Regions from separate parts of the Anas platyrhynchos genome. Here region 2 is linked to region 1. Evidence: chromatin contacts called from public Hi-C data. All regions are on one chromosome and are shown on one strand. Each heading gives the region's core, a stretch centred on a gene start, on an enhancer-like site or on the middle of the called end of the contact. The rest is flanking DNA. Distances are from core to core; before and after follow the strand shown. Region 1 holds the start of SRSF5 (serine and arginine rich splicing factor 5). Region 2 holds the start of SLC39A9 (solute carrier family 39 member 9).

Region 1 (3,919 bases), core at 1,263-3,762:
TACACTATGGTGTATTGTTTTAATGTTGTGTTTGCTTAGCTCAACAGTTGCCTGAAAAATAAGGACTGGAACCACAAGTGATGGGACACGTACCGCCCTCCCCTAAGTGGATGAGCATGTCCAAGGTAGGAGAAAAGCACCATGGTTAATATAAACATGCGAAGCCACTTACTGCATTGATAACACTCCAGCATTCTGCAAGGGTTTCACTTCAGTTTCAGAAAACTATCTCAAAGCAATCGATGCCACAGCTTTGCTATACCTTGAGTCTACTACAAAATCCATGACTTTGAGTGATTTTTTTTTTTCAATCAGTTGTTCCTCATGAACTGCATAGCAGTCATCTGTGTGTTTGAGTAGTACTTTGCCATACAGAAATTGAGGTTATTGTTTAAGCTTACTTACCGTGCTATCACCAGACAGATCAGCACTTGTCTGTTAAATACCACACCTGCTGTAAGCACATCCCAGAATAGGTTATGCCTGTTTCTGCAATGCCAGTATATTTATTGTGTTATTTTTAGATTGGGATCCTCTTTAACTGAAGCCTTTATACATATCACTATTTCCTAAACGTTTATTTCTGATTTCATACTGGATTGTTCTTCCTAAACGTAAACATTTCTGCCCTTGTCCTTGCAGATTTTCATCTTGTTGAATCATTGCTTTGGTTCGTCAGGCTCATTTTGAATTCTCTTCTTGTCTTCAGAGTGTTTGAAAATCTTCCCAGGGTGTTTCACCTGCATGTTTTAACACTGCATGCTCTAATCTGCTTAGCAAATTATTAATGCAGCTGTTGAACAGTCCTGTGCTGAGAGGAGATCCCTGATTCCGCAAAGGAATTGTCCCTGTGTTTGTCAAGGAGATACTTTGAATGCAAACACTGAAAGAGGTATGCTTCCAGCTTACAATTAATTTTATCCTGCCATTTTCCTGTTTGCTTAAGAAAATACCATGTGTGGCACAGCACTGAAATCTTTACTACAGTCACGTTTAACACTTCTCTATTTTTCCCCCTTGCCCAGTAGCTTAGTTATTCTGGGAAGGAGTATTGGTTTAATTTGAAACAGCTTGTTGATTGCCAGCCTTGTTGTCATGAGCAGCTTAGCAGTTTAATGAATGAAAGTACTTATACATTGATTATTTAATCTTCTGTTCCATTGCCTCTCTGACCTTTGAAGGTAAGCTTGCCAATCGAAACATCACTGCACCTCCGGGGAGTGCGGTGTTTGGGATGGTGCTACAGATGTCTCAGTGATGCTTCATTAACTACTTCAATGAGTTTCTTAAGGATTACAGGCGCTGGCTACTTGGGTAATGTGAATTTCCTCCATCCTGCTATTCCCCTATTATGACCTATGTTCTCCAAATCCCTTTTAAAACGAATGCTGGGTCTCAATTAAGCAAGAGGTGGGGGTGACATGACATGCTCAGTCTTTGCAATCTGCTGTCTGCTGAGCACAAAAACTTTTGCTAATGTTAGTCACCGAGTCTGTGTAAACAACAAAAAAGACGGTTTGTCAAAACAAAGATGTGTTGTGATTTGAGCTTGGAAAGTTAATGGCAGACTGTGGTCATGGGTGCAGTGGTTGCATTTTGGGGTACATCAAATGTTGGCTTAGGGGCTCGGGTGGCTTTCAGGAAAGGTCTGTGGGCTAGCCGAGGAAGGACACAATCCTGCAGCAGCTCTCCTGTTACCCCCTGAAGGTTTACAGATAGCTTTGACACAGTAGGATGCTTTTGTAGTGGCCTGCATCTTGCTCTCAAAGGGTTGTGGCATTTCCTCAGTATCACATTCAGCGTGTAAAACTAAACACACTGGTCTGGTGTAAACTTGTTCTGATCATTCAAACGTTAACCCAAGAATTTTTGGGGTTTTTCTTTGTTCCTGCAAGCTTCGTATTGGACCAGGGGTTGGTCACCCTGTCCTTCTGCAGCTGGCATAAATTCACCATGAAAACACGAAGCTAACCTAAACCTGATTGCATGTATTAGATGATGTGTATAAATACGATGGCATGTGATGCCTGTTCAGGATTACAGCTCTGATGGGCTGCGATCTGATGCCGGGTGGGTCCGCCTGATTGCCTGATGCAGCGGCAGACCATGCCATGGCGAGGAGGAGGTGTGGGGGTTTGTGGCTCGGGTGCGTGTCACTGAGGCACAGCCCCGGCCATGACGCCAGGCTCGTCCCCGCTGAGGGCTGAGCGATGGGGTGCAGATGTGTGTAAACATAAGGCGGCTCTGGGGCTGGCTGAATACTGCAGCTGAGCAGCAATTAACAGTTTATTAATTATGTTTGGCTGGGAGAGACACGCGTGAGGACCCGTGAGGGGTGTGAGCACCACCAAGACACGTTGACCACCCTGTGGCAGAGCAGCCCCCCTCAGTCCCCTCACTCCCCAAGATGGCGGCCGGGCACCGCCTCCCCTCCGCCATCACCGCGGGGAGGGGCGGGGAGGGGCGGGGCCAGGGCCGGCTCCACCAATGGGCGCGCGGGGCGGGGCGGGGCCGCGGCGCGGGGCCGCCCCCGGTTGGCGGGGCGGGGCGGGGCGGGCGGCAGTCGGGAGCGAGGCGCCGCGCAGGGAGCAGGAGCCGCCCGCCAGCACCGCACCGGCCCCTCCGCCCCGCACGGCACGGCCCGGAACGCAACGGGACCCGCAGCCCAGGTTGGTGACGGGATCGGCGGCCCGGGGCTATGTCCTTGTGGTGCAGGGGGGGGGGCGGAGGAGCGAGCGGTTCCCTTAGCTAAGGGGTGTTGGCGGCGCACGGGGTCGCGGCGGGCCGGTGCCGGTGCCCCGCGTGCAGCCTCCGCGGCGGGCGCTGCGCGCAGGGCGCGGCCCGCGCCGCCATTTTGTGGCGGAGGCAGCGATGGCGGCGGCTCGGCTGCCCCTGCGCCTCGGGGGGCGGGGCCGGGCGGGAAGTGGGCGGGACCGAGGGGGGGAGCGGCGCGTTCTGGTTGGCGGGGGCCGGGGCGGGCTCCAGCTGGCGGGCTGCGATTGGGCCGCCGCGGGGGCGAGCCCGGGCTGCTGCGGACTGCGGCAGGGGGCGGGCTGGGGGGGGGGGCGCGTGCTGAGTCACCGGCACGGCGCTGAGGGGACGGTGCTGAGGGGACCACCGGGCCCCCCGCAGGTTGCTCCGCGCCCCCAGCCATGAGCGGCTGCCGCGTCTTCATCGGGAGGCTGAACCCCGCCGCCAGGGAGAAGGACGTGGAGCGCTTCTTCAAAGGGTACGGCCGCATCCGCGACATCGACCTCAAGAGGGGCTTCGGCTTCGTGGTGAGTGCGCCTGGCGGGAGGGGGCCGCGGGGCTGCGGGCATTGCGGTGTGTAACGCTGTGCCTTCTGTCTGGGCTCGCAGGAGTTCGAGGATCCCAGGGATGCGGACGATGCTGTCTATGAACTGGATGGGAAGGAGCTTTGCAGCGAGAGGTGAGCTGCCGCATCGCCCCTGGTACCCCAACATGAAAAACATGCATCGATTTCCATTTACATCTTATTATCAACACTGCTCAAATCCTGCCGTAGCTTTTTCCCCTCAATAATCATGAAAAAATGTTTAAAGATGCATGCTTTCCCCTTATTTTTTTTTTCTCTGCAGGGTTACAATTGAGCATGCGAGAGCACGCTCTAGGGGTGGCAGAGGCAGAGGGAGGTACTCTGACCGCTTTAGCAGCCGCCGTCCCCGTAGTGACAGGAGGTACGTATAGCCGTGAACTGACGGGGCTTTAATAAATAACCCCAAGCCCATCTCATCCCAAAACGTGAGGTACGCTGAGATAGCAAAAGGTGCTGTTTGATTTTCTAGTCAATCCAATGTGGCAGTAGGATTGCGAGAATCAAAAAAATTAGATACAATCATCATCTTTATGTTTTTGTACCCCCGAGGTAATTGACACTTGTTCTTGATTACTTGCGGCA
Region 2 (4,544 bases), core at 1,464-3,963, 170 kb before region 1:
ATTCAGCTTCAAGATAACACAAATTCCTTAACAAATCTGCACTTGGTACTCAAGATTATTTCCTGCAAATCAGATGTGCCGATTTTTTTTTTTTTAACACTTCAGCAAGTCTACTGAAAGGGTAATTATGGCACAGATAACTGTTCCAAATGTCTGCCTGTAAACTCGCTCTTCTGCAGGGAAGGCTTTGATGATTGTAGTCTGTGGCTTGCATTATTTCTGTAATATTTTTCACTTGGATGCAGCAAATAATTTAAACAAACAAGATTTTAAGTGTACACAGCCTGTGACCTAATTAACAGGTTACACATCATAGGAAGTTTGCAAGCACACTAGAAAACAGCCTTGCCCGTGCTGCTAATTTAATCCAGCACTTTCAATGCTAATATATGATGTGAGTACTCAACTTGTAAAATTCATGCAGGGAACTGCAGAGTAAGACACAGTGGAAACAAATACCAAAGTGTATTATCATTCTATTATGAAAATCATATGAAGGAGACCAGCCTGCTAAGACTGCTTCCCTGCACACCAGAGGACACTAGATGCAAACGGGATGCCTCCAGGGCTGCTGGTACCCAGCTGCTCCTAAGGGTGCTGCTGAAGGGTGCTGCACTGCCCCAGGCACGCCTTACCAGGGAGTCAAAGGCCTGCCAAATCCATTCACAACTACTTCCAGCAGTGTCCTTTTTATTTGCTTACGACCAGGCTCACTTCCAGGACTTGGAACTCTGATCTCCCAGGAACATCTGAGCAAGAACCCCTTATTAATAATAAAAAAATGGGGTCTGTCGGCCAGTTCAGTGTGTTTGATAAAATCTTGTGTGTTCTAGCAGCAGAATGCCCTGTGAACTGCAATTGTGGTCACTGTACTTTCAAACTCAACTGTAATATTAGAAGAAAAAGTTGGGTTTACTTGACAAAACCTAAGAAAGTATTGATATCCCAATACTCAGACTACAGAAAAAAGTATCAGTGAGCCAGACACATAAGCCAGTTCTTTCAGAACTTCAAGTGAGAATTTATTTGAACTTCTGACTTGAAACCGTTTTTCTCTTCAGAAACTTTTCAATATCCATATCAGCCCGGAGATTATTAATTGCCTTGTACAAAAAAAAAAAGGGCATAATTCAGCTTTTCTAAAAGCAACACCAATAGATCGTGAGCCTCCAAGAATAACTACTACAGTAACATCAAAAAAGTCTAAATTACTGCTAGTATTTCTTTTGATCCTGTTACTGCCAACTAAATTTCTCCTTTTAACAAGTATTAATGTCTCAGCTTCTACTATAAGCTCTGAAGTAAAGCAAAGAATAAAAGAATCAATTCTTTCATGTTTATATTGTACAAATTGGCTTTTAAGATCTTTGTCCACTTTAACTGGTCTACCAAAATTACTGCCACTGGGATCACCTGTATTGCAGGATTAATGCATTACATCTGAAGAGTTTCTTTAGGAACTTCCCATTATTTTACCTTAAGGCAAAAAAATAATAATAACAATCCCAATTTAGCTTGATTTTCTAAAATTGTTCCTCCTCTCCCACCAGAGATGTGACAAGTTCCTAAGCCTGAGAGGTTTCTTCGAAGTTTTACCTGCCCCGCTGAATATGTGCCTAGATGACATGGGACAAAAATCAGTGTAAATAAAATGTTTTTTTTTATGAGTATAAATCTCATTGTTAGGAAGAAGAAAACCAAAACAGGGGAAGACAGTGAAGATGTCACGCCTTGGGAGCAGGTAATGTGGAAGAGCCCTGTACAGACTCTTTCTCGTGTTGCACTGTTGTGTTTTTGTGTTTTCTTTCGGAGGGCAGTTGCGCTGGCTGTCGGTAAGGCCCCACACCGGTTTCTATCCCTCCAATTTCCAACTCCCAGAGCGCCCTTGAGAAACCTCCCTGAGTCCACGATTACAGACGTAGCCCCGCAGAAACAGTCGAGGCAGCGCTGGCAGCCCCAGGAGCAGGACGCGGGCAGCCCCTGCCCGAGGAGCCTTCTGCCAGCTGCGGGGCCGAGCCGAGACCCAAGCGTGGGCAAGGAAAAAGGGGAGAGAGAGGCGGAGGCATTGTGAGGGCACGGCGCCTGGCCAGGCGAGGCAGCGCACCGCACACTCGGGGCCCTCCAGCCCCCCGTGCAGGGCAGGAGGGGCGATTTCGGCGACTTTTTCCCCATTTAGGGGCGCGAAGCCCCCGCCCGGCCCCGCCCGCGGCCGCCAGCCCCGCGGCACCCCTCAGGGAGGCGACCCCCGGGCCAGGCCCCGGTCCCCGCTCGCGGCCTCCCCCCGCCACGTGCTGCCGGGACGGGCCCCCCCGGGCCTTACCGTGTCCCCCCGCCTCCCCCCGGTCCCCCCCGGTGCCGGTGCGGCCACCCCGAGCCCCCCTGACCGCCCCCCGGAGCCCCCCGCTCACCATCGCGGCTCCCGCTCCTCAGCTCCGCCACCGCCAGGCGCCCGCCGATCCCCCACAACCCCCCGCGGCCGCACCAGCGAGAGGGAGCTAGAGCGCCCCCCCGCGCACGCGCGCCCTCTGAAGCCGAAGCGCTGAGGGCGCCGCGCGGGACGCGTTGGAGGGAAAGGGGGGCGAAGCGGGTTGCGCCGCCATCTTTGATGAGGGAGCCGCGCTTTCCCGCCTCCCAGCGGCGGGCGGCCGCCATCTTGGAGCCGGGAAGGCCCGGAAGGGGAAGCGGCGCGGAGCCGCTCAGGCTGAGGGGGCGGCCATGGCACGGGGCCGCTGCGGGGCCCGGGGCGGCTGAGGGGGGCGAGGGGAGGCGGAGGGGAGCCGGGCTGGGCTGAGGGGAGCCGGGCTGAGGCGGGCAGCTCGCCGCCGGGCGCCATGGATGACTTCCCTGCCATCTGCCTGCTGTCCCTCGCCATGCTGCTGGCCTGCTATGTGGCGGGCATCATCCCGCTGGCCGTCAACTTCTCTGAGGTGAGGGGGGGGCCGGGCCGGGCCCCGGGGCCGGGCTGAGGCGCGCAGCGGGGAGCTGGGCTCGGTGCGTCCTGCCGGCTCCTGTCAGCAGCGCCCCGAGCCCGCTGCCCCCGGCTGTGCTCCGCGCCGTGTGGCGGTGCTGCCCTGCCCCGTGTCTGTGTGGCTCGTGTCTGTCTGTGCAGCTGGAGCAGGGAGCCCATGTGTGTTTTGGGACCGCTGGCAGCAGGAGCACAGCTCGGCGTGAACGTGGCACTCCGCACCGCCAGCGGCCGCCGGCTCGCCAGCCCTGTGCGGAGGCAGCGCTCTGCCAGCCGCACACACGTGTACGGACGAGTTTAGTGCCTCGGTTCGGTTTTAGGCTTGCCGTAAGCTTGCTGCTGTAAGGAGCTGTCTGCTCGGCTGGTTTGGTAACGGAGCTGTCTCTCTGCGCTCGTTTTATGTGCAGACACCAGCCCTGGAAACGTCTGATTAGCAGTTACAATCGTTTTGTTTAAAATAGTCGCTTAGGCCCCTGCTACATGAGTAGTTTTAAACTAAAATGATTTTTTGGGCTGTGTGTTCTGTGGTCTGCAAAAAGCTTTCTAGGTGATGCTAGAGAAAAACGCTTCCTCCCCCTGGGTACTTATCATGGTTAAGTAGAAAACAAATTAATGCTGTACGTAATAAACCCAAATGATAGAGTACAATAGAATTATTCATTAATACACTTCTTCAGATGAGTTTAACTGTGGACCTGGTTGTGTTTTGATTTCATATTTGTTTCTATTCTTTTAATTACACTTGAATATTCTTGGAAGTATGAAGCTCCAGTAAAGCCAGGTATAACTAAACATCAGTGACGAAAAGGTTCAGACGAACAGCTCTCTGCTTTATTTCTACAGGCAGATGTACATTTTCAGTTTAATCCCGATTTACATGAAGTACTCTAGGAGGCTAACCTTGGGCCAGAAACCACACTCTACCAGTACTTGAGGCTCTCTGAAGCTGCAGCCTAAATAGTCAAAATAAAAACAAGTTGTTCAGGTAGTTTGAATCTTTTCCTTGGGTAACAAAGACTCACAGTGTTGATTGGAATGGGACTGTTTACTTTTTGCTAGGTCCAAGTAAGAGTTTCAGTGTCATGAAGATTTAAACCAAGAAATAATTGAGGTGTGGAACAGCTTGCTGATTCGAGGAATTTAGGTTTTCCCTATGTATTTTTTAACAGCATTTTCTCTGCTGCTCTTAAGAAGAGACGCACAAGTGGTGTAGAACTTCAATAGTTGATTTCCGGGAACTTTTTCGAACTGAAATAGTTTGGCTTCCTGAATTAAACTAGATGACTTCCCTGTCATGATAAGTTGCAGTTATTAGGTCGCTGTATTCACCGTTTTGAAGTATTTCATATTGAAAAAGAAATGCAGACTTTTCTTGAAATAGTAATTTGTCAGTGTTTATTATTTTAATGCAGTTTTAGAATTCACAGGTGTCCAAATTGAAGCCGTGCTCCGTATTTGCACTAGTAATAAAGCATTAGTACTTGAGGTATTTTTTTGGCAAATGCACAGACACAAATGCATGCACACAGTGTAAAAGAGATTATAGTGCTGCAGTATAAAATCATCTTGTGTTCATTCT

The links. A called contact is a pair of places that touch in the nucleus more often than the background predicts.
Region 2: a Hi-C map of subcutaneous adipose tissue shows a contact between it and region 1, with 2.7 times the contacts expected there. The contact joins the promoter of SLC39A9 here to the promoter of SRSF5 in region 1. A contact is called at or near these places in 3 of 8 Hi-C or Micro-C datasets (F1 follicle, liver and subcutaneous adipose tissue).

Annotation. Positions count from the first base shown.
Region 1 is chr5:36,884,118-36,888,036 of IASCAAS_PekinDuck_T2T, reverse strand. SRSF5 (serine and arginine rich splicing factor 5) reads left to right here and starts at 2,512. Exons shown (of 8, transcript XM_027458355.3): 1 at 2,512-2,669; 2 at 3,133-3,278; 3 at 3,360-3,430; 4 at 3,600-3,698. The coding sequence starts at 3,153. It overlaps LOC119717064 (a long non-coding RNA gene), which reads left to right. Exons shown (of 3, transcript XR_005266045.2): 3 at 40-351.
Region 2 is chr5:37,050,071-37,054,614 of IASCAAS_PekinDuck_T2T, reverse strand. It overlaps SLC39A9 (solute carrier family 39 member 9), which reads left to right and starts at 2,713. Exons shown (of 7, transcript XM_027457903.3): 1 at 2,713-2,927. The coding sequence starts at 2,832. ERH (ERH mRNA splicing and mitosis factor) reads right to left here and starts at 2,543. Exons shown (of 4, transcript XM_027457904.3): 1 at 2,409-2,543. The coding sequence starts at 2,411.